Linked DNA regions of Mus musculus: regions 1, 2, 4, 5 and 6 are each linked to region 3. A link is a contact called in public HiCAR-type and HiChIP or PLAC-seq data. All regions are on one chromosome and are shown on one strand. Each heading gives the region's core, a stretch centred on a gene start, on an enhancer-like site or on the middle of the called end of the contact. The rest is flanking DNA. Distances are from core to core; before and after follow the strand shown.

Region 1 (2,700 bases), core at 201-2,700, 800 kb before region 3:
TTCACCCCATCTGCTCTCACCAGCTCTCCTATGAGTACCCTGTGCAACCATGCTGTTCCGATGCAGGTTTTGCAGCTGGCCCAATATCAGAGCTTGAGCTTTGTTCAACAGTGAGCGAAGCTTTTCCCTAGGGTCATCTTCCTCCCCAAAGGAAGAGGAGTGGACATGCGTAGAAAGAGGAATGGAAAAATCTTTACGTTCTCTAAGGTGGATGGTGCCTGTGGGAGGGAGAAATGGAGCTCTCTCGTCAGAAGAAACGGCCATGCTTGTTTCTGAATAAGTATATTACAGGTTAAAAGACAGCTTTTAGGTGGAGAGATAGGGGTGGGGGTGGGGGAGACAGAGGAGATAACCTATGTCTTGTTACTGCTAAAAAAAAACCCACAGTAAATGATAGTGTGCATGCATGTACACACACATGTGTATGTGTGTGTGAGAGAGACACACAGAGAGGGAGAGAGAATCTGAAGTAGCAGAAATTTACAAGGATTGTATGGATCTAGAAGATACATAACATTTGCACAAGTAGGGGTGTAGGCGGGTAGTGCCGAATAAATCGCTTTTAGGGGGTTCACTCATTACTCAAATTCTTTTCTGGGTGAATCTGTGATAAGAGGGCTGAGTTATGACCCCAGGCAAGAGCTGCAAACTCATCAAAGTGATGAGCAAATGCCAGGGAAGACCTGGCAAGGGGCACAAGAACTTCCTGGCACCAAAAGAAGGGCTTATCACCCAGATTCTAGCCTGCTGGAACCTGTTTTAACAAAACCTTATTTACATTATCTAGTATTCTATACTTGGGGGTTTCTCTTTGCCACAAGTTTCTAAGGGGTTTTAGTATCAGGCAAAAATAAGTCATGTGTTTTGCAGATTCGCTTTTGAAAATATAGTTTAGTTACACTAGTATGAAGATGGAATAAAGCTCTCTACGTGTGGCTTTGCAAACTGTAGTTAAACTTACAGTCCTGTTTAGTGATAGAGGTACAACACAGATGCTAGAGAGATAGGAAGGGTGATGGTAAGAGCCGATTTTAAATACCAGCAGCTATTATAATACATAATGAGACTGGTTTGGTTGGTTCCTGGAGAAGGAAGCTGGTGACAATTCTTCTTCAGTATTATTTAAGTGAAAGAGCATCTTATTCAGGACCATGGGGGATGCATTTTAAAGTGTCAGGCCCGTGATCTAACAGTCGCCAAGACATGAGCCTCCACTAGGAAGCAGAAAACTCTCCAGGGGTTAAGGATGGTACTGGGAGAGCTGTTGCATTACCTACCGGGTATGAGGTTAGTAAGACACCAGCTAACAAGTAGTGATGAGAAAGTGGAGGCTTGGGAAAACTTTGGGGACTTGGCTGTACAGCAGAACCCAAGGGGATGGGTGTGTGGTGGTGAGGAGGCAGGGCAGGATGAGGAAGCAGGACCTGAAGACAACTCAGAAGAGACTGGGCAGGGCTAAGCCTGCTGGAGAGGAAACAAAGGAAGTGAGGCCATTCAGCTCAGAGCATAATGACAGAAGTCACAGGACAGTGTAGTAAACCTAGGGACCTAGCTTCCTGATCCCTCCAACCCTCCACCCAACTGTCTCTGAGGTGCCGGGCTCCTAGGCTGCGAAGAGACAGGCTGCCCTTTGGGTCTCAGAGCCAGCTGTCCCTTTACCTAGTACACCCTAGTACAGTCGTGTGCTAGGGCTCCTCTGACCTCCTCCAAGCTTCCACTTAGTTGTTCCGTTCTCAGTGAAGTCTACCTGAGCTCCCTTCCAACACCAAGGCAGCCTACGACTTCACACCTCTTCCTACTCTTTTCCATTTTTATCCTGGACCTTTAGTGATAGCGCCCATATCAACACTAGACAATTTCTTAATTTGCATCCAGTTAGTTAGCAACTTGCTTGTTAGTGCTTTGCATACTGTATTATATATACTGTTTGATGTCTGCCTCCAGGTTTCAGTATTGTATGCCCTCGATGAGGCCAAACATATTTGTTTTATGAACCTTCCTGCTCTACCTGAAACAGCCATTAGTGGAGATGAGCAATGCTGGTCAGTCCTGAGAAGGCAAAAAAAAAGTAGGAAAGTAGGGCCCAAGGAAGATGGCCAGCCTGATGCTGCCTGGAGACCCTCTGAAGGCAGTTACAGAGTGAAGAGACAGCAACAATTGGGAAAAGATTCTAGAGGAAGCATAAAAATAGCATGAATTGTCTTGCCTACAGCAGAGAACAAACCCCATGTTGTCACATCACCTTTAAAAGTCTAGACCTGGAAGTAAAGGCGCCATGTGTTTACTATGCTGCTGTCAGAAGACAATGTTCGGGTGAAACCCTCACAGGCTACACAGAGATGCAACTTAAAGAGCAGGATGTGACCTGCAGTGAATCCAAATTCACACAATGACACATTGCTCCAAAAGAAGAGACACAATGTTTGCTACACTCTGTTTTAAGGGGATATTATTTCTTTTGCAAAAATCCAAGTCCGTAAGTTGTAAAAGTCAAGGGTGATGGGTGCCAGATGGAGATAAGAGAAGAGGGGAAGTGGGAAACTGAGTTAAAGCAAAGGCACAGGAAGAAGACAGCAGGAGGAAGATAGGCCCTTGCTGTGGGGAGGCCACAGGTTGGGCCTGACCCAGAGAAAACACCACAGTCCCAGTGGGGGAGGAAAGGGCAAAGGGAGGAGGCTGTGTGGAAGCTAAGACAGCCAC
Region 2 (2,700 bases), core at 108-2,607, 880 kb before region 3:
AATGCTATCCCAAAAGTCCCCCATACCCTCCCCGCCTCCTACCCACCCACTCCTCACTCCCGCACTGGAGAACCTGTTGACTGACTGAGCAGGCTTGGTCAGAGACACCTTAGGTAACAAACACACAACACCAGAAAAGAAGCCCTTCATGTTGTATTGTAGTTAAAATGCTTCATGTATAGAGCAGAGAAGGAATATTGGCAGGAGAGAGACAGACAGACAGACATTGGGTTATATATAAAACCATACCCATAAGAGTAAGTATGGAATTCTCAGTAGAAACTCTTAAAAGCCAGGAGGCTCACAATACTGGGCTTTAATCTCTGAAAGATAATGTCAACCAAAATTACTTTACCCAGCAAAACTATCCTTCATAATTGAAAGAGAAAGAAATACATTTCCACAATAAACATACAACAAAGAAATGTATAATCTCCATACCAGCAGAATGCCTGGAGGAAATGTATACAGTGAAGATAAAGACATCTATGAGTTTACAAGGCAGAATTAAACTCTACAAGAAGACTAAATATAAAAGATGATGATTAGGAAAATATCAAATACTACAAAAAATGGATGACTGGTTACAGCTCCACAATACACCTGAACATTAGTAATCTCAATTCTTCAATAAAATGATACAGACTAGCAGGTTGTATTAAAATTCAAGATCCAGCCATTTCTTGCCTGCAAGAGGTATTTGTTTTCCCTCACTGGTGAAAATGAACAGAGCTTTACAGTAAAAGGATGGGAGAAGGCATTCCATGAACAGAGAACCAGGAAGCAAGCAGCTATCAGTGTACTGAGGTCATCATACACAGCAAGCTTCGAGCCAACAGCAGTGAGGAGAGAAAACAGCTACTTCATATTGATCAAGGGAACATTTCACTAAGATGATACAGCAGCTCAGTATGTGTTTACTAGATTTCAGCAATCCACTTTCATAAAATAAACAGGACTGTATGTTAAGACACAGATCGGCCTTAACGTAGCTGTAGTGGGTGACTTCAGTACCCCATTTGCTCCAATATATGAACTATGAAGACAAAAAAAATTAACAGATAAGCATTAGAGTTAAACAACATTCTATATCAAATGGACCTAAAAAACCATCTATAGAACAGACTACCAAATATTTCAGAATGCTCATTCTCACCAATGCATGGGAGTGTTCTTTCTCTAAAATAGGCTGTATTTTAGGTCATAAATCAAATCTTAACAAATACAGGAACATTGAAATGATTTTTGGTATTCTATCTAATCACAGTAAATAAAACTAGAAACCAACAGCGAGAGAAACCACAGAACTTTGTGCAAACGCATGGAAATTGAACAGCACATTATTAAATGAGGAACAAAAAAAATGGGGAAACCTCAGGGAATCTTACATCTTCCTCTGGCCTCCACAGGCACCCACACTCATGTACATACACCCCCACACATGCACAAAATTAAAAAGAAAATATCTTTTAAAGGAGAAAATAAAACAAACCCAGAAAATCCTCATAGAAACACAAAAGACCCCAAATGGGCAAAGCAATCCCAATTAAAAGCAGCAATACTGGAATCATCACAGTATCTAATGTCAAATTACACTACAGAGCCATAGTGACCAAAACACAGCTGAGACAACAGGGAAAAAAGACACACAGCTACAGCTACTTGGTTTCTGATGAAGATGCAATAAAACCTATATGGGAGAAAAGACAGACTCTTCGATAAATGATGCTGCAAAACTTAGTCCTCTCACTCAACAGATAACAAATCAATAATAAATAGATCAAATGACTTCATGTACAATCTGAAACTCCAAAAGTGTCAGAGAAAAGCATGTCAGGCGTTAAACACAGCCAAGGACCAAGAGAGGGCATTCACTCCTTCCGTTCTCCTCAGAAAAGGGCAGGTCTCCCACAGATATCAACCAGCCTGGCCACATGAAATTGCAGTAAGAACAGGCACATCTTACTTACAGATCCGGAAGCAAAACCAAGGATTGACCAATGGAATTGCATGAGATTAGAAAGCTTCTGCAAAGCAAAGAAATAACAGAGAGGAGGCAGTCTACAGAATGGAAGGATGCCTCTCCACTCTGCATCTGACAGACGATTACTATATAGAATGCGCAGAGTACTAAAATGCTACAAACCAAAACCCCCAACAACACAAACAACAATTGGGCTAAAGAAACGAACAGCTCTGAAATGATAAAGAAAACACACACACACACACACACACACACACACACACACACACACACACACACAAAACCTTATTTACCAGGGAAATAAAACTACTTTTTCATTTCATCTCAGCCTACTTTAGTCAGAATGGTTACCACTAAAAAGTCCATAGGGGCTCACAGAGACTAAACTGACAACCAAGTGAGCATGTCTGGGATTGACCTCTGCACATATGTGACAGTTGTACAGCTGGGTCTGGGTCTCCATGTGGGACTCAGAAAGTCAGAGCAGGGGCTGTCACTGACTCTATTGCTTGCCTTTAGATCCCCGTTCCCTAACTGGGCTGCCTTGTCTACCTCAAAAGAAGTTGTGCCTGTTCTTACTGCAATTTCATGTGGCAAGGCCGGTTGATATCTGTGGGAGACCTGCCCTTTTCTGAGGAGAAATGAATGGGTGGTGGTGGGGAAGAGGAGGAGAGGAGGGAGTGGAAGCTGCAATCGGGATGTAGAGCAAATGATTA
Region 3 (2,700 bases), core at 74-2,573:
GACGGTTTTAATGTTCTTTCTTTTCCTATAATTTCATCATTTATTTTTCAATACTATTTTGTTTCAACATTTTACTTATAATTAAGTTCCTTAAACATACTACCCAAGTAAAGCTCTCCATGTCCACCACAGATGTGAAACACTGACAGTTACAACTTAATATATAGAGCAGTAACATTCAAGTTCAAAAGGCCACATTTATCATCTTGGAATTACCTTCGTTTTCTGTTTTCTGTTTTGAGGCAAATTGAATTTTGCATCATGTGATCGTGGAAAATAAGAATGTGTAACTAAAAAAGAAAAGAGGGTTTCATTTAAGATTGCAAAGGTACAATTGTTTATTGATCATTTTTTTCTTAGATTAAAAACAAAAACTGTGTAGGTAGCATGGAGTGCAGGTACTCTTGGAGGCCAGAAGAAAGCTATCGGCTCCTCTGAGGCTGGAGTTACAGGCAGTTGAGAGCCCAGTGTGGATGTTGAGAACCGAGCTTTGGTCCTCTGCAAGAGCAATAGAGTCTCATCGCCAACCCATTTCTCCACCTCCCCCCCAATCAATCCTTTTCTAATGCATACATACAATCATTACTTCCTAATACCTAGTTTTATCTCCTGTATCGCGTCTTCCTACACTGAGGGGATAGGAAGCTCTCAAAAGGTATGGATTTTTGTATGTTTTGTTTACTGCTATGCAAGTAGTCCCCAGTTTTATAGTTGGGTTAAATTAATAAAATTTTGGATGAGCAGGTGGCAGGAAACCTAGTGAGACACATTTTGAATACTCATTACCAGCCTCCAAAACTACAGCGCAAAGCTGAGAGATAAAAAGAGAAAGCTGGGAGAGGAAAGAAAGAGAAAGTAAAGTAGGGCCACTAGGAACTGCAGCTTACCCGGAGATTGGTAAGACGTGTGGTACGTGGAAAAACCATTAGGAGACAATCCCCAGTACCAAGGCGTGGAGGCTTGCAAATTCCAGGCCTGCTGGCCGCTGAACTGAGATTGAGCATCGGGCGGAGCCTGGGCATCGAAAGGAGGCTGCGCCGCGGGAAGAATCTGAGCATCGAACGGTGGAAGCGCTCCGGAGGGAGGCTGGGGCAGCACGTGAGGCTGTCCCTTCCGGCTCTGCTCCGAGCCCGCCACTGGGGACGACAGAGGAGGTGGTGGCGGCGGCAGCATGGCCCAGTACACCCAGTTGTCCCGCGGCGGCGCAGCTTCGCTCGGAGTCCCGGGCGCGGGAGTCAGATCCGGGGCCGAAGGCCACACGGCGGGTGCCGGTTCAGCCATGCCACCTAGCAAGCAGCGAGCCCAAAGTGCAACTGTGGAACTATCATTAAGCGTCACTTCCGTTACAGTAATCTGGCCAATGAGCCCATCGCGGGCTTACGTCATCAGACAAAGCCGGAAAAACCTTCGGGCCTTGCAGCAAATCCTGGTCTACACCGTCCAGCCTGGGTTTAGCTAAACTGCGTGTGCAGGTTGGCTTGGGCTTTGAGCGACTGTGCGTCGCAGCGAATGGCTAGGGACCTGATCGGGCCGGCACTGCCGCCAGGCTTCAAGGAGCACGCGACAGTTGAGGACGAGGAACGGGACCCGAGCCCGGGTAAGCAGCAGCGGGCGTCTGCACTCCCGGGAAGGACTGGCGACCACCGTGGAGTGGGCGCGGTCCGCCCTGGGGGAAAAGCTGGGCAACGCCTGAGTGTTTGGGACCCGATCATCGTTAAAATGACTATACAGTCCCAATTTGCTATTATTACGAATAGGACTGTGCTAACTGATCAATCTTCGTCCGGTCGTCTGTTTAACCCTTCCATCAACTGTATAAGAAAAGATGATGGATGGTGCATGTGTTACAAATGATGACAGCGGCTGATGAATCGGTGCCTAAGACACGCAGCTAGTCCGTGATGAAGCCCAAGTTAGAACCTAGTATCTCTATATCTTCAGATTTACAAGACTCTTGCCAAAGATCCTGTGCCTCTCTCCTCCCCGGCCTGACTTCCCGACCTCATTCTATCATTCCATCTTACACAGCAGCCCAGTGCCCACACAGTTCGAGTTTATGCTTTGACGATAGACTTTTGGGGGTGCTATGGTTGTACTTAAATGCCTGACAAAACGTCCTTCATATACCAGTTTAAGCGTCACCTTCCCGAGCATTGTCACGTCTTCCTCCGGGTTTTCCTCTCCCCAGTTACGCTAATATTTAACACATTCTGTTCAACTAATTTGTGGATATCTCAGTCTCCACCAATTCACTGTGTCTTGCAACCTTAACATGCATCTATGCCACATCAATACCTCGCACACTCTTTCATGCTTTTCCGGCTTTAGTGTTTGTTCCAGTTTGAAGGCCGGCGCTGACTCTACTTGGGAAAGAACAAAACTGACAGAATGTTGATCTGACTTTGTTTTTCTGGCTACCCAGAGACTATGTCTCCGGCAGATTCTTCCTTCCAGATCTTATTTCTAGTGCCGTTATTTTTAAAAATTCCCTTTATTCTTTGTTTTAGGAAGGAAATTTCTACCCAGTTAGGTTGAAGAAGTATGAGTGAATTCAATTTGGTAAATCCCCTGCAATTTCTTTACCTATTGTACAGGTAACAGACATTTGGGTAGATTCTGGTTTTGTTTTTGTTTTTAACTCTTACAAAGAGTGCCACTATGCACTGTGTATGTGTGTGCATGTGTATCTATCTGTCTGTC
Region 4 (2,700 bases), core at 156-2,655, 820 kb before region 3:
GTGCAGCAGGATAGTGGTGTCACAGGTAGCAAATCTGAAGAAATTCTAGTTCCGTTTAGACCTCAACTGACCTCATTCACACCATGATCTTTAGAGCTTGCTGGGTAATGTGAATATAATGGTAACTGTTTTCATCTACCTGAGGATGTGGGCTGGCCCTGGTTTTAGAACTGCTGGCACCTTCAGAGGCAGGCATTGCAGTCGTACAGTAGCACATAGCTCCTTGTCATCCCAACCTTTGAATGTCACATGTGGACTTTTTTTGACCTGCTGTTTTTGCTGACAGAGCTACCTGTAGGTATCTTCCACATCTGAGGTGGCTTCTTGCTCAGTAACAACTTCTACAATGTCACTTTTCTGGCTCTTTCCTCCTGTGAGAAGTATAGCACCTATCAATACACTGGTCTTTAGAGATTTGGTGATGTAGAAATTCTATCTATTGTTAACAATCAAACCAAAGGGGCTGACTAAGGGTCTGTAATATACAACTCTGGAGGCAATGGAATCAGATCTTGCAAGGATAAACTTGCTCTTCAGCTTTCTGGAGAACCTTTGAGTAAAGCTCATACTTAGGACTTACTATGCCTTCTTCAGTCAAGCAAACAGTTGCATGCTCACGGGTCCTCTTGGTGGGCTTATGCCACTCTGAGGAGCTTTTTCCTTGGTAGCTAGCATCTTCACTCCTTCAGATTTTCCCATTGAAAACATCCCCTGATGTTTCTGGCTTCCCCAAAACCTTTGCAGATCACTCCTCTCTAAATCTCTGGGTGTGTTGGAGATAGCTCAGCAAGTAAAGGCCCTTGCCACCAAGCCTGATGACTTGAGTCTGATCCCCAGGACCTACTTGGTGGAAGGAGAGAGCCCCCACTTGTACATTATCCTCTGACCTCTACACTCCAAGCCTGTGGGCATGTGGACATACGTACACACACACAGTCTTCTGACCTTCATGCTCCAGGCCTATAGACACACACACAATAAATTCACGTGGAGAAAAAAAAATCCAAATCTCTTCATATTCAGTTGGCCTAGTCTAAGCTTGTTTGAAGCCATGTTAGAACAATTGATACATTCAATTTGATTTTTTGTTTACACATTACTATGTTTTTTTGTTAAGCCATACATTCTACCCATTCCAGGTGCATAGAGAGTATAGTTTTAGATGTCACCATAAAGTTGAAAACCACAAGTTCTGCACATAGTTTATGATATTCAGGAAAGCTGATCGGTGCTCTGGGGTATGGGGGGGGGGTCATATTTAAGTTGGCTGAGAAGACAGGAGACATGATTGCTGGAGGAACGGAAGGCCACAGGGCTCCCTTTCCAAGCTGTATTCCATTGAAAGTGCCTGTTCAAAGCAAAGGAGAATCATTGTGACTCAAAGCCCTGATAATAGCATGTGACAGATATTTGACCACTTCCTGCTTTGAGCTCTCAGTCCAGCTCCTTAAGAACATATGTCAAGCAGACCTCAAAACACACTCAAAGAGGAATTTCATCTATAAACAAAGTCTTCAATGAAGTAAAATCCCATACTGAAGGCAGAAAGGCCACTCTCTTCAAGCTTTGTTGTTCCCACAGCACAGGGAACATTTTGTTCAATTCTTTGATTGAAGATGGATGGGAGGAATGAAACCCAGTTTGGTTTGGGAACTTAGCTACAGTATCATTTTGTCAAATTCTGTAATACTTTACATGTAGGATTCCATAGACCTCACCTGCTACTGGAGAACCAACGGGCATCATGGGAGAGAGTCAAACAGTCAGTCTGCATGGGCAGTGGAGAGCCTTGTGTTAGAAGCATTCAGGACTAGAGAGGGAAAGGCATGTCCTACATTCTCATGCACACGAAGGCATAACCTGACCCAGGTATATTCCAACTGTGAATGAAGAGGTGCTTATAACAGGGTTTAATTGTACTCATCTGGAATTTCGCCCCTCCTTGCAGTTGTGGGATTTAATTAATCCTCACCCAGAGGCCAGGCTCTTCAAGGCAAATGCCATAGAAGGGCAAAGAGTTACCTCAATGTGGCTTATAGCTAGATTCAGCCAGTTTCTATTTTATTACTATTCTCTATTGTTTAGAGAACCTTGCTGAACGATTGGATTGTATTTGTGCCTTGGGGCCCTTGAGAGCAATTGGAAAATACATTATAGAATAAACCACAAGATTATTAAAATGACTTCAAGCAGTAGGAATCTAATTTTTAGAGGAGCCTGTAATGTCTGTATTTATTCACATTCCATCCCTTAATTATTCATGCTCCATATTTTGAGAATAAAACGTATGTGTTCTCATCTAATTATCTCATCCCCCTCCACTGCGTAAGCCCTTCTTCATTTCTCATCTGTGAAGCAACCCTGCCCTCTGACAAGAAATTTCAGGGGGACAAGTAATATAAATGACAACACCAGAATTCCTCTCTAGTCTGCTTATCCTCCAGCATGTAGCCATTTCCCTCCTAAAATGGATACTCCCTTAGCCAAGTAGAGCATGGCAGACCTCACCGTAGTAGGAAAAGGCTTAACGCAAGGATTCCTCCTATTGCTCTTTGTTTCTCTTGGTTCGTATCCATCTCTGCCCCTTTCTTCTCTGAGGTGATGGTCATTGGGCTGTGCTACCATTTGATTCTAAAAGGACTCATGTGTTAAAGGCCTGGCTACCAGATGACAGCTTTCTGAGTTGTGATTGAAACACAA
Region 5 (2,700 bases), core at 107-2,606, 760 kb before region 3:
GCACCAAGCATGCTAGGTTGGCTGATCATCGAGCCTCTGGGAGCCACTTGTCTCTCTTCCCCCACACTAGTAGGCATCTAAGCCACTATGCTGAGCTATTTTTTTTAACGGGTTTTAGGTATTAAAGTCAGGGCCCTCTTTGTAAGGCAAGCATTTTACTGACTGTTCTGTTAACCCAGACAAGAGGCTGTCGATTCCATAACCGGTCATAGTCTTCCTAGGAACCGAATGGACCGGTTATTCCCTAGAGTAGGACATTTGATTGTGTGCCTTCCTGGGCACCGTTTGATGAATAACACCCCCTAAACACTTGCTGATAGACGCACTTACAGGTCCCATAAAGGAAAAACTACGTGTCTATTATTTAATCCCCATCCCTTCCTCATTTGTCCACCAGATGGCAGAACAGGGGCCAGGATAGAAGCTAAAATATTTTTGATTTGCTAATGTAGTAAGTATGAAGTTACATTAAAAGCAGGAAATAAGCACCTAAATGTAAACCTATGACTTAATGTCCATTATATTGGCAGCATGAAAATATATTGCAAAAAAACCAAGATGGTGGAAAACTTAGGTACTAAGTAAGTTAAAAGTTCAACAATGAATTGAAGGGCCTGGATATACTGTTACTCTTGTGCAATGGGCAGAGGGGACAGGAAAGTACTTAATGAAGGTTCTTTCCCGAGCCTACTTTTGAACCTGAAACTAGAAATAGAAAATGGTCTCTTTTCTTCATGCTGTGACAGCCCTGGGCCTGGCAAGTGTGACATTCTCTACCTATATGCAAAGTTAATTTTGAAACAAGCCCTTTAAGTTCAACTCAAGGGCAGCTAAAGTATATAAAGAAATATTGAGTTGGGGCTCTGGGGATCATTGCCCAACATAAAGGCGAGTCTGTGTGCTCACAGCTGGTAAATGTTTAACACAGTCCGTGTTATTAAGCATTGCCCAAGTTTATTTAGCAACCTCTTAAACAAACAGGGGTGATGCTTTATTATTCTCATCTAAATGGATTTAAAGTGGAGGGCACAAAGAAGATAGGCTGGCTTGTTGATATTCTCATCGGTGTGTCTTCTTCACATGTGGATATAAAGCTTTGCTCCTGGATTTGCAGAGGTTATCGTCAGAGAGACATGGCCATGAAGCTGTACCTTACAGAGGAAGGGCCAAGTGGAGTGAGATGGTTTTGAGAATATGTATATCAGGCAATAACCCACACGAGAGAAATGGAAAGTGAATTTTATGACAGCGGTTGTAGGACATTTTAATCCTCATCTTGAGGTGCACACCGAGTCATAGCTATTTGCTTAGCCACTCTACTCTCTAAGGCCCTGGCTTTAACCTTTTCTGGTCACCATGGCAACAAGGACACAAATACAAAGGCCATAGCACTCTCCAGCACTGTGAGGAAGAATTTCCCACTGTATACACAGTACGTATAGTTGACCTAAGCATAGCAGGAAGAATGTGGTGTAATTTTAAACACAGTAAATTGAGTCATAAAATGGAAGTGGATGCAGCTAGGAAAATGTTACCAACAAAGGAAGGGAAATAGTGCTGTGTTGCCGTTCCCACTAAAGCCCACAGTGCCCTCCCTCTTCTCCTTGCCTGATATAAGGAGAACCATGAAAACAAAGCATCCAAGCTTTGATTTTGCTTTTTTTTTTTCCCCTTAAGGCCCAGACCTAAAATAAATGATTCATTTCTAGGCCAACCATAAACGAGTGATCTGAGATGCTGATCTTGAAAGCACTTCATCATTTCCAATCACTGGCTGAAACAGGCTCTGCTAAAAATCCTGTGGTTCACTCCGCATTTCCAGAGAAGCAGCCAAGCTCTGGTACGGCTCTGACCTGATTCCTGGACGAGGCTGTCTGAACGAAGCATCTGTAGAAAGAAAGGTTGGAGCTGACTGTGGAAGGAATTATGGAGCCGTCCCTTGTGTTCAGTCCTATGCACTAAATAATACTGGGAGAACTTGAAAAAGGATATGGGGATAACAAGATTCAAGCAGCTTCCCTGGGCAGGAATGAAGAGCCACAGAAGAAATTCAAAGTTTAAAAAGACTAGACAAAAAACCAAAAAAACAAAAAACAAAAACAAAAACAAAAACAAACAAAAAAACAAGAAACAAAACAAAATAACAAGAAAAGCGGCAGCATTCGGGGACTTCTGCCAGACCTGAATTGATTTGTTTCTCAGTTTGACTGATCAGCATGGGACAAGCAGCCATCATTATTGAATCATTTTCTTTGTCTTGGTTTGACTGTTTGCATTTTTTTAGTAGGGGAACTTGGGCGATAGGCAGATACAACGCCACTGTACTTGACGTGAGCTGCCATGCCAACTGAGGGAAGGAACCAGAGCTCCTTTTCCTGCGACTCCCATTTGTCCCTCAGATACCTGCCTGTATTGAGAGCTGTATTGCGAAGCACAGCCCCATCAGTGCTGTTGTAGTTGTGGGTGTTGCGGTTGTGGATGTCATTACTCAGTCCTTCGGTTCTCTGCTGTCTACAATGGGTGTGAGGTTAAATAAATAACGAGTGGTTATATGTATGTCCACCGCCTAACACCTACCATTGCATGGTTCCCAAAGAAATGCCAACAACAGACTTAAAAGTATCAGAGACTCTCATCACTTCTTCAAGGAGGAAGTATAGCTGAGGAGAAAGAATGTCAGGAAACCAAGGAAACAAATTC
Region 6 (2,700 bases), core at 69-2,568, 840 kb before region 3:
TTGACTGGACTCTAGAACATCGAGACTAGGTCTAATGCCAATCACTGCATTAAAGTGAAGCAACCAGACCCAGAGTATAACCTACACCATTCTCAATTACAAGTTCCATACTCCACCCTGACACCTGACACCATATTACACCACAGCCACCAGAGCAGCAAGAATCCCCCATCTCTGCACTTCTGGTAAGACCCACCTTCTATTTCTAAATCAAACAGGAAGAATCTACGGGTCCCATCTTTTTCTGCCTTCATGGTAACTTTGGTCTGGACATTTTTTTATCTTCTCTGCTTTGGCCCCTTTATTCCTCTAACAATAACCACCTAAATCAGTCATCCTCTCAACAGGAAGTGAAATTATTGAGCACTAATGATGATCAAACATATGAAGCATGAGAAAAAAAGATTAACAAAAAGCTCTTGGTCCTATGTTGCCATGTAAGTTTAAATCCTTGAGTGGTGTTGGATAGTAAATGAAGAATCATAGTATAAATACAGAGCAGTAACTGTGATGGGGAGGTGGCAGAGAGGCATACAGTGTGATTACATCCACAGAGAGACATCTAGGAGGAAAGCCAACCAGGAAGACTTCACAGGGAACACAATGACTCCACCGAGCTGGGCTCTCAAGGATGGAAGAACCTGGAGTTCTTGGCAAATTGGTCTTTTCCCTTATGAGGCCATAACGCAATACCTCCTAAGTCAGACTAGAACCTGAGAAAGCAAGGATCCTGTCAAACACGAGGCTCTCGTTCAACAGGCTCATCTACCCATGTTGGCACACAGGGCCTCTTCATTAGAGAATAAAAAGACAAGTTTCACTAGACTAAAAAGACTGAGACAGGCGCTCTGCTACGGTTGCTGAAATGCTGCTTGATAATTATATAATATCACTGAGTCCTGTCCTGCCATAGAGAATTGTCAGTGACTTTCTTTAAACATTTTCCTCTGATGGCTTTTCTGTAGCTTCCCTACTAACGCCTACTTCCAATCACTTCTCCAAGAGTTCAAGGACATTTGGGGCTTTAAGGAGTAGCTATTTCCTTTCTCCTCACAAAGAAATCTGCTTTTAGCCCACAACTAGAATGGACTTGGCTATTTAATTCCAGTCCCAAAGGAACGCTGATGTGTAAGTATAATTGTCAGGTGACACATTCTGCTTTCTGGAACTCCCAGGATAGAACTTAACAGCAGTGAGCAAGGGGACAGTTTGGCATTTGTGGTTGGAGAGTCTGATTAACAAGCTCCTTTCTAGGGAACAAGGAGTGCCAGCTGCCTGGCACTGGCTACTGACGTTCTGTGAGGGACCTTGGCAGGGATATGTCGCAAACCTCCCTGCAGAATTCCCCAAGCTAAGAGAAGCTCATGAGTCACAAGTTAGACTGCTCTGGCAGGCTCCTCCTCTTCGAGGGAAACTTGTGTGGCTCAGGAATTATAAAAAGGAAAATAAAAAGCAGCTATAGATTGGGGAGGCAGTACAAGGATGTGTGAGTATAGAACGGGGGTTCCCAACATTCCTAATGCTATGACCCTTTAATGCAGTCCCTCATGTTGTGGTGACCCCCCCCCACATGAAATTATTTTTGTTGCTACTTCATAACTGTAATTTTGCTATTTTTATGAATTGTAATGTAAATATCTGTGTTTTCCAATGACCTTAGGTGAGCCCTATGAAAAGATCATTCAACCCCCAAAGGGTCTCGACCCACAAGTTGAGAACCACTGGAGTACAGAGATGGAACGGGATACAAATGTGTAGATGCTGAGTCCCTATTCCCAGGGAGAATGAATAAAGATCAAACTTTAGTTCAGACTGTTTAACATTTCTTGCAATTGATCAGTGAAGTCCAAGTCACACCCCAGTGCACTCACACATTAAACAGGGTTGATGGGTTGTCAAATAAATTAATGTGTGAAATAATCAGCTTAAGAACTTCACATGTAGGAGGAATTCAAATCATTGCAAAAACTAGTGGGGCTGGTTGATGTTGAACACAGGAAGAGAAAGTTTAACTGTATTTACCTAAACATACACACACACACACACAAATTTTGTTTAATTTTTCACATGTGCTGTTTCCTGTGATGTCACTGTGACTTTTCTTTGTCCACTTTGATGAATTTATTTAGTTTTTAATTTCTAGTGCAAACAAAACATGTTCATGAATAATTCAGAAGCTAGAAAGCAACAGAAGGGAAGAGAGAAGGTCACAGGGAAATTCTAACCCAGGTGAGTGTTCTTGAGAATGTTGTCCACGTCCCTGCAGGAACCTCTGTGTGTCTCTAGAATAGACAGTGATTTTTAGCTCCATACTTGTTACAAGGTAAAACGCTGTCATGGTGGAGTGAACGCATAGACACCCTTTGTTCCTTTTGCAACACAGCAAAGAACTCTTGTTCATTTAGTATGTCCTCGGTGTGCTTTATCTTTCAGATGATGGTTCAGTGAAGAATTTGCTCATGGAAGGGGGAAGATGGAGGTGGGGTGGCTCAGAGGGGTCTGACTCTTCTGCAAATGATAGTAAAGTTTTTGGTTGACAGTAGAGAAGGATGCTGAGGAGAGACCACCTATTATGATGTCGATAAGAGAGAACACAGGCTCTGTAGAGGTGTGCTGCTGTGGGTTAGGAATCACACATCCCTTCTCTGGTGTTTTCTGAAAGTTTGCTAACTTTTTGTTGTCAGGCTGTTTGTGTGATGC

What was found. HiCAR-type assays count read pairs that join an accessible place to other places. HiChIP or PLAC-seq counts read pairs in DNA pulled down with a chosen protein or histone mark.
Region 1: an H3K4me3 HiChIP or PLAC-seq map of bone marrow-derived macrophages shows a contact between it and region 3, with 4 times the contacts expected there. The contact joins the enhancer-like site here to the promoter of Nufip1 in region 3. A contact is called at or near these places in 4 of 39 promoter capture datasets (the 3T3-L1 cell line, hippocampal neurons and liver), 3 of 115 datasets of contacts at active chromatin or transcription factors (bone marrow-derived macrophages, cardiomyocytes and fetal liver) and 1 of 9 other capture datasets (adipose tissue).
Region 2: an H3K4me3 HiChIP or PLAC-seq map of bone marrow-derived macrophages shows a contact between it and region 3, with 7 times the contacts expected there. The contact joins the enhancer-like site here to the promoter of Nufip1 in region 3. A contact is called at or near these places in 8 of 115 datasets of contacts at active chromatin or transcription factors (acute myeloid leukemia, bone marrow-derived macrophages, embryonic basal ganglia and 4 more) and 1 of 9 other capture datasets (adipose tissue).
Region 4: an H3K4me3 HiChIP or PLAC-seq map of bone marrow-derived macrophages shows a contact between it and region 3, with 5 times the contacts expected there. The contact joins the enhancer-like site here to the promoter of Nufip1 in region 3. A contact is called at or near these places in 1 of 39 promoter capture datasets (hippocampal neurons) and 4 of 115 datasets of contacts at active chromatin or transcription factors (acute myeloid leukemia, bone marrow-derived macrophages, craniofacial prominence and 1 more).
Region 5: a contact with region 3 is called in a FOXA1 HiChIP or PLAC-seq map of pancreatic cancer cells. The contact joins the enhancer-like site here to the promoter of Nufip1 in region 3. A contact is called at or near these places in 2 of 39 promoter capture datasets (hippocampal neurons and stem cell-derived epiblast-like cells), 1 of 484 Hi-C or Micro-C datasets (cerebellum), 10 of 115 datasets of contacts at active chromatin or transcription factors (astrocytes, bone marrow-derived macrophages, cardiomyocytes and 7 more) and 1 of 9 other capture datasets (liver).
Region 6: a HiCAR-type map of astrocytes shows a contact between it and region 3, with 2.2 times the contacts expected there. The contact joins the enhancer-like site here to the promoter of Nufip1 in region 3. A contact is called at or near these places in 1 of 39 promoter capture datasets (hippocampal neurons) and 6 of 115 datasets of contacts at active chromatin or transcription factors (acute myeloid leukemia, astrocytes, bone marrow-derived macrophages and 3 more).

Annotation. Positions count from the first base shown.
Region 1 is chr14:76,912,806-76,915,505 of GRCm38.p6, reverse strand. No RefSeq gene overlaps it. Among named protein-coding and RNA genes, the nearest start is that of Gm30365, 76 kb to the right of the region's middle. Within about 2 kb of position 1,450, at least 29 of the 459 cell types and tissues checked have an H3K27ac peak or open chromatin away from gene starts, as enhancers often do. A contact at or near this core is called in bone marrow-derived macrophages, where this site is marked.
Region 2 is chr14:76,987,513-76,990,212 of GRCm38.p6, reverse strand. No RefSeq gene overlaps it. Among named protein-coding and RNA genes, the nearest start is that of Lacc1, 48 kb to the left of the region's middle. Within about 2 kb of position 1,357, at least 2 of the 459 cell types and tissues checked have an H3K27ac peak or open chromatin away from gene starts, as enhancers often do. A contact at or near this core is called in bone marrow-derived macrophages, where this site is marked.
Region 3 is chr14:76,109,514-76,112,213 of GRCm38.p6, reverse strand. Nufip1 (nuclear fragile X mental retardation protein interacting protein 1) reads right to left here and starts at 1,323. Exons shown (of 10, transcript NM_013745.5): 1 at 888-1,323; 2 at 217-290. The coding sequence starts at 1,281. It overlaps Gpalpp1 (GPALPP motifs containing 1), which reads left to right and starts at 1,399. Exons shown (of 8, transcript NM_026177.3): 1 at 1,399-1,597. The coding sequence starts at 1,510.
Region 4 is chr14:76,930,371-76,933,070 of GRCm38.p6, reverse strand. No RefSeq gene overlaps it. Among named protein-coding and RNA genes, the nearest start is that of Gm30365, 94 kb to the right of the region's middle. Within about 2 kb of position 1,405, at least 12 of the 459 cell types and tissues checked have an H3K27ac peak or open chromatin away from gene starts, as enhancers often do. A contact at or near this core is called in bone marrow-derived macrophages, where this site is marked.
Region 5 is chr14:76,873,882-76,876,581 of GRCm38.p6, reverse strand. No RefSeq gene overlaps it. Among named protein-coding and RNA genes, the nearest start is that of Gm30365, 37 kb to the right of the region's middle. Within about 2 kb of position 1,356, at least 146 of the 459 cell types and tissues checked have an H3K27ac peak or open chromatin away from gene starts, as enhancers often do. A contact at or near this core is called in liver and pancreatic cancer cells, where this site is marked.
Region 6 is chr14:76,950,194-76,952,893 of GRCm38.p6, reverse strand. No RefSeq gene overlaps it. Among named protein-coding and RNA genes, the nearest start is that of Lacc1, 85 kb to the left of the region's middle. Within about 2 kb of position 1,318, at least 100 of the 459 cell types and tissues checked have an H3K27ac peak or open chromatin away from gene starts, as enhancers often do. A contact at or near this core is called in astrocytes and hippocampal neurons, where this site is marked.